Linked DNA regions of Rattus norvegicus: region 2 is linked to region 1. Evidence: chromatin contacts called from public Hi-C data. All regions are on one chromosome and are shown on one strand. The core of a region is the stretch at or near the end of the contact, and the rest is flanking DNA. Distances in the headings are between cores, read along the strand shown. Region 1 has its middle 17 kb from the start of Nifk. Region 2 overlaps Clasp1 (cytoplasmic linker associated protein 1).

Evidence for each region. A called contact is a pair of places that touch in the nucleus more often than the background predicts.
Region 2: a Hi-C map of hepatocytes shows a contact between it and region 1, with 2.8 times the contacts expected there. The contact joins two enhancer-like sites. A contact is called at or near these places in 7 of 12 Hi-C or Micro-C datasets (the A7r5 cell line, Schwann cells, hepatocytes and 3 more) and 1 of 1 datasets of contacts at active chromatin or transcription factors (oligodendrocytes).

The regions. Positions count from the first base shown.
Region 1 is chr13:31,961,548-31,964,247 of GRCr8, reverse strand. No RefSeq gene overlaps it. Among named protein-coding and RNA genes, the nearest start is that of Nifk, 17 kb to the right of the region's middle. Within about 2 kb of position 1,292, at least 2 of the 93 cell types and tissues checked have an H3K27ac peak or open chromatin away from gene starts, as enhancers often do.
Region 2 is chr13:32,136,783-32,139,482 of GRCr8, reverse strand. The region is part of intron 8 of Clasp1 (cytoplasmic linker associated protein 1); the gene reads right to left. Among named protein-coding and RNA genes, the nearest start is that of Clasp1, 92 kb to the right of the region's middle. Within about 2 kb of position 1,447, at least 3 of the 93 cell types and tissues checked have an H3K27ac peak or open chromatin away from gene starts, as enhancers often do.

The sequences.
Region 1 (2,700 bases), core at 43-2,542:
ATCTCGAAGTAAGTACCACTGGCCAAGGGTTGGGGTCTTACACCAGCACCCATGTGGCCGTTTTCAACTGATCATAAGTCCAATTCCAGGGGATCTGATACCTGCTCCTGGCCTTCTCTGACACACAGCACACACACAGTGCACTTATATACATGTAAGCAAAAATTAATTCACATAAAAATCAATAATGATTTTATTTTTCACTATATGTGAAAAGTGAGTGAGTATGTGCAAAGGAGAGGAGATGATTTGGGGAACCAATTCTCTCTTTCAACTGTGGATTCTGGGCATCAAATTCAGGTCACCAGCTCTGCCAGGAGCACATACACTTTATTTTGCTAGTTGATTTATCTTGACGTTTATCTTTAGCTCTAAGCCAGTCTGGGTTACATAGGGAGACCCTGTCTCAAAACACACACACAACCAAAGGCATGGTGATGCACATCCATAATGCCAGCACTGGAGAGCTTAGGGCGGGAGGGGTGGGAGGCCAAGGTCAGTTTAAGCTCTGACCTCAAATTCTAAGCAAGCCTGTTGTCTTAGGGTTTCCATTGCTCTGAAGAGACACCACGACCAAGGTGACTCTTATAAACGACAACATTTAATTGGGACTGGCTTACAGGTTCAGAAGTTCAATCCATTCATCAGTCCAATCATCAAGGCAGGAAAACATGGCAGCATCCAGGTAGGCATGGTGCTAGAGGAGCTGAGAGTTCTACATGTTATTCTGAATGCAAACAGGGCAACACTCATCATTCTGCACTGGACGGAGCTTCGAAGCCCACCCACACAGTGATGCACTTCCTCCAACAAGGTCAGACCTCCTAAGAGGCTCCACATGAGTCAAGCATATAAACAGCTGGGTTACACAACCTTGCCTTAAAAACAAACAAAAATTAAAAACAAACAAACAAACAAACGAACGAACAAACGAAAACCATCCACAGTACAATACCATTTACTGAGAAGAGGCAATGTCATATTCCCTCAGAAGAAACAAATTGCCATTGTTCACCCTGTACCACCGCCCCCGTACCACTCTCCTGCTGGCTGATTAGCAGGAGTTTTTCTTGAGTTCTGTTTGCCCACATCAACTTCAACCCCAACCTGTGTGCTCACTTAGCTTCTCAGAAGAAACTAAATGAAATGGCTGGAGGGCTGCAGCAGTAACGTGGGAACATTTGCACAGAAACCATGTTTGGCAAGTCTCAAATGTCTTGAGAAGCTTTTTCTGGGCATCAGAGAGTGGACAGCTTTATTTATAACTAGGAAGATTCTAAAATTGGCACCATCTGGCCAGAGATGTAACATCTCTCATGGCACAGGTTCCTCTTCTGGAAGCACAGGAAGACACCTGCTGAACCATGTAACTGTAAAACTAGTGAAACTTGCAGGTGCACTTGGATGCCAGAACAGCCTGATGGATGCCCCTGACACTGGAGTTACAGATGGTTATGGTCTACCATGTAGGTGTTAGGGATTGAACCCAGGCCTTCTGTAAGAATTACAGGTCTCTAAATCACCAAGGAACCTCTCCTCCCACCTCCATCAATTTTTTTTTTAAGACAGGGTGTCACTATGTCTCCCTGTAGACCAGGCTGGCTTTATAGAGCATACATAGATCAGGCTAGCTTCAAACTCAAGAGATTCATCTGCTTTTGCCTCCTGAGTGCTGGCATTAAAACTATACACTTATGCCTTCCCATCCCCAACTGTCGTCATCCCTCTTTGGGAGGTAGTGTCTCAGGTATCTCAAACTGGTCTCACACTCAGTAGCTAAGAATGACCTCTTGGGATTCCTGATTCTCCTGCCTCCATCTCCTAGTGCTGGGATTGTAGGCATGTATATGGTAGACAAGCACTTTATCAGATAAGCTACATCTCTAACCTGAAGTATTTTTTTTTAAGGTTTACGTATGTATGTATGTATGTATGTATGTATGTATGTATGTATGTATGTATTTACTTATGTAAGTATACACTGTGGCTCTTCAGACACACCAGAAGAGGGCATCAGATCCCATTACAGATGGTTGTGAGCCACCATGCGGTTGCTGGGGATTGAACTCAGGACCTCTGGAATGGTAGTCAGTGCTCTTAACCACTGAGCCATCTCTCCAGCCCATGTATTCTTTAATTCAAACAATGGGGCACTTAGGCCAGGTGTAATATAAGTGTAAAAAAACTAACATATGAGCAGGCATTGTGGTGCATACCTTTAGTCCCAGCATCAGGAGGCAGATCTCTGTGAATTTGAGGCCAGCCTGGTCTACAAAGTAAGTTCCAGGACAGCCAGGCCTACACAGAGAAACCCTGTCTTGAAACAAACAAAATTAACATAAGAAGACCAGGTATGATGACACACCTTTAATCTCTGCAGAGGCAGGTGGATCTCTGTGAGTTAGAGGCAGCCTGGTTTATATATTGAGTTCAAGACAACCAGAGCTACATAGTGAGACCATGTCTCATGGGAGAAGGGAGGGCACACTAACTCCTGGCCTAAGGCAAACTTTTCAATGGTATTTGAAGTATTGCTTTTGTTTTTGAGAGGAACAAAGTCAGAAATACATATGAAGATAGAACCTGGAAAAGAATCCTAGCTGGGGTAGTGTCACATCTGCAACTCTCGGACTCCAGAGGCAGAGGCAAGAGGATGGAGGGTTCAAAGACAGCCTCAGAGGGAAAAAAAAAAGGAATGAA
Region 2 (2,700 bases), core at 198-2,697, 180 kb before region 1:
TCGTGACATCTCGATGTTTTAGCAGAGAAAGATAAATGACGTCATGAGTACACTGAGTCCATGATGCTCCCTACAACACTACAAAGGCCCCTGGGTGGGAAAGGGAGCCTCTCCCCCTGCTATTACTAAAGAGATTAAAAATCCCATAGAAATAAAAATGGTACTTTTGAGGAAAATTTCAATGCATATTCTAATAATTTCAAATAGTTTTTTTTTTAAATCACAAGTGTGAATTTCTATTCATACAGTATTCGTTTTGTTATAGGTCAGCTGGCCAGCCAATCATGGTGGGTACCAGTTCCATCTAGGCACAGTGCTAAGAGTCCTGAACATCATCTCACTGCTCTGCAAATCTCCACAGGGGGTTTTATTCCTCAGATAAGCAAACAGCAAGCAGGCACTGCCAGGAATTTGCTTGCTTGCCCCAGGTTGCAAAACTAAAGAATGATAAAAGAAGACACACAGAAAGGGTATCTACCTATTTCAGTTATCTGCTAGCTGCTCCTAACACTGGCTACACTTCTGACTGGGAAGCATGCGCACTCACACTCTGGTCACTATTCACTGAGCAACACTCATCACATCTTAACACTGGCCACGTGCTGAACAATTTCAACTAAGAATCTGAATGACACAGATCACTGAAAAGACACTATTGTAGAGTCAGCTGAGGTAAGGCCAAGACTGGGCATGATGGTACATGCCTTTGACCCCAGCACTTGGGGAGCAGAGGTAGGAGTTCTGTGAGTTCAAAGCCAACCTGGTCTACATATCAAGTTCCAGGACAGTGCTACACATTGACACTCTGGAGAGAGAGAGAGAGAGAGAGAGAGAGAGAGAGAGAGAGAGAGAGAGAGAGAGAGATTGATTTAGAAACTTAGTATGGATAGAACATACCTATTGGCTAAACACTAAGTTTCCAGGTTTTATGAATGTGTGTTGCTTGGAAGTAATAAAATATCACAAACTAAACAAGCAGGATGAGTGAACACTTTTTGATATTTAAAAAAAAACCTGAACTGCATACTTTTCAAGTATACATGCACACTGTCACACAAGTATACCCATATAAGCATGCAAACACACACATACACACACACAAAAGTGAAGTTTTAGATAGTGAATTTAATGTATTTTTAAACATAAGATAACGCCCAAGAAAATGAAGTCCAAAAGCTGTTTGTAATTAAAAAGAAACAAAGAAGAACTATTTCAATTTAGTAAGAGTATTTTTAAAGGGCTGATTTTGTTTTTGTTTTGCTTTTTTGGGGTGTGTGTGTACATGCAAGACACAGAGAGAAATAGACAGACGGGGGAGGGAGGGAGAAGCAGGCAGACAGAGAGATAGAACCTAAGGTGTAAAGTGGTGCAGATAAAGAGGCGAGTGGTGCTGTCTCCTGCAATCGTGTTTGTACACTACACTCATGCAGTGCCTCCAGGAGCCAGAAGAGGTCATCAGATCCCCTGGAACAGGAGTCAAATACTTGTGAGCTGCCATATGGGTTCAAGGAATGGAATCTGGTCCCTCAGGCAAAACGGCAACGCTTTTTACCCTTAGCCCTCTCCCCAGCCTCCAATAAAGCTTTCCTGGTTTTGTTGTTGTTTTTTTTTTTTTTTAACTCACAATCAACAACTAATACTGTGTCAGTGTGAAAGAGTGAAGATGGGAGGCAAAGCTGTCTAACCCTGCTTTAAACCAGCCCACACAGTAAGCCAAGGCAAGAGGGGACAACACTATGTAGACCAGGCTCATCTTGAACTCAGAGGCCTGCCTCTGCCTCCTTAATGCAGGGATTAAAGCAGTGTGCTACACTACACTGAGCGCAGCCCTAGCAATTCTAAAACAGCTAATGGGCTGAGGACAGCAGATTGGTCAGCAGAGTATCTGTGATTCAGTTGTGAGGACCTGAGTTCAAATCTCCAGAAACCACATAAAAGCCAGACAGCATAACCTCCTGAAAGCTTCATGGGCTAAGTAGCCCAGCGTGAGTAGAGGAAAGCAAGAGACCCTAACTCAGAAAATGTAGAAAGTGCAGACCAATGCCTGAGGTAGTGCTCTGACCTATACATCAGCACCGTGGCATGTGTGCCTGAATACACACACACACACACACACACACACACACACACACACACACACACACACACACACTTACATGCACACAGAATACTTTGTTGACAACTTATTCCTGGGTGGCTTTTCATTCTCACAGTAATTGACTTCTGTGTTTTCCTCCTTTGGGGAATCAGAAGTTACCCATTTGTCCTCAATATCATCCCAGAGTGTAGTGTAGGCAAGCCAAGAGGTATAAATGGCAGGCCACAATTCACGGGTCACAGTCCTTACCATATTTGTAGAACACTATGTGTCACATACCTAGCACAGGCCAGGGATTCCCCTGAAGCAATGAGCTACGCTGAGGGAATACAGTCAGAAGCCCAGGGAAGCATACGATCAAGATCCTACCCTCAAAACTACGCAAGCATCTTTAGTGAAACTGCTAAGAACCAAACAGTGGGCCAGAAGTCTCAGGAACCCCTGACTACAGTGTTCTGGGTGGCTTCTGGTATGACAATCAGGATGGGTGCATTATATTGTTAAATCCTTACATGCTATTTGAGCTTGTTTCCAGTACCTGGCTCTGGAAACAAGGCTGTGTCCCAACTTCAGGCCCAAGCACGTTTATGCCAAGTGTCTTC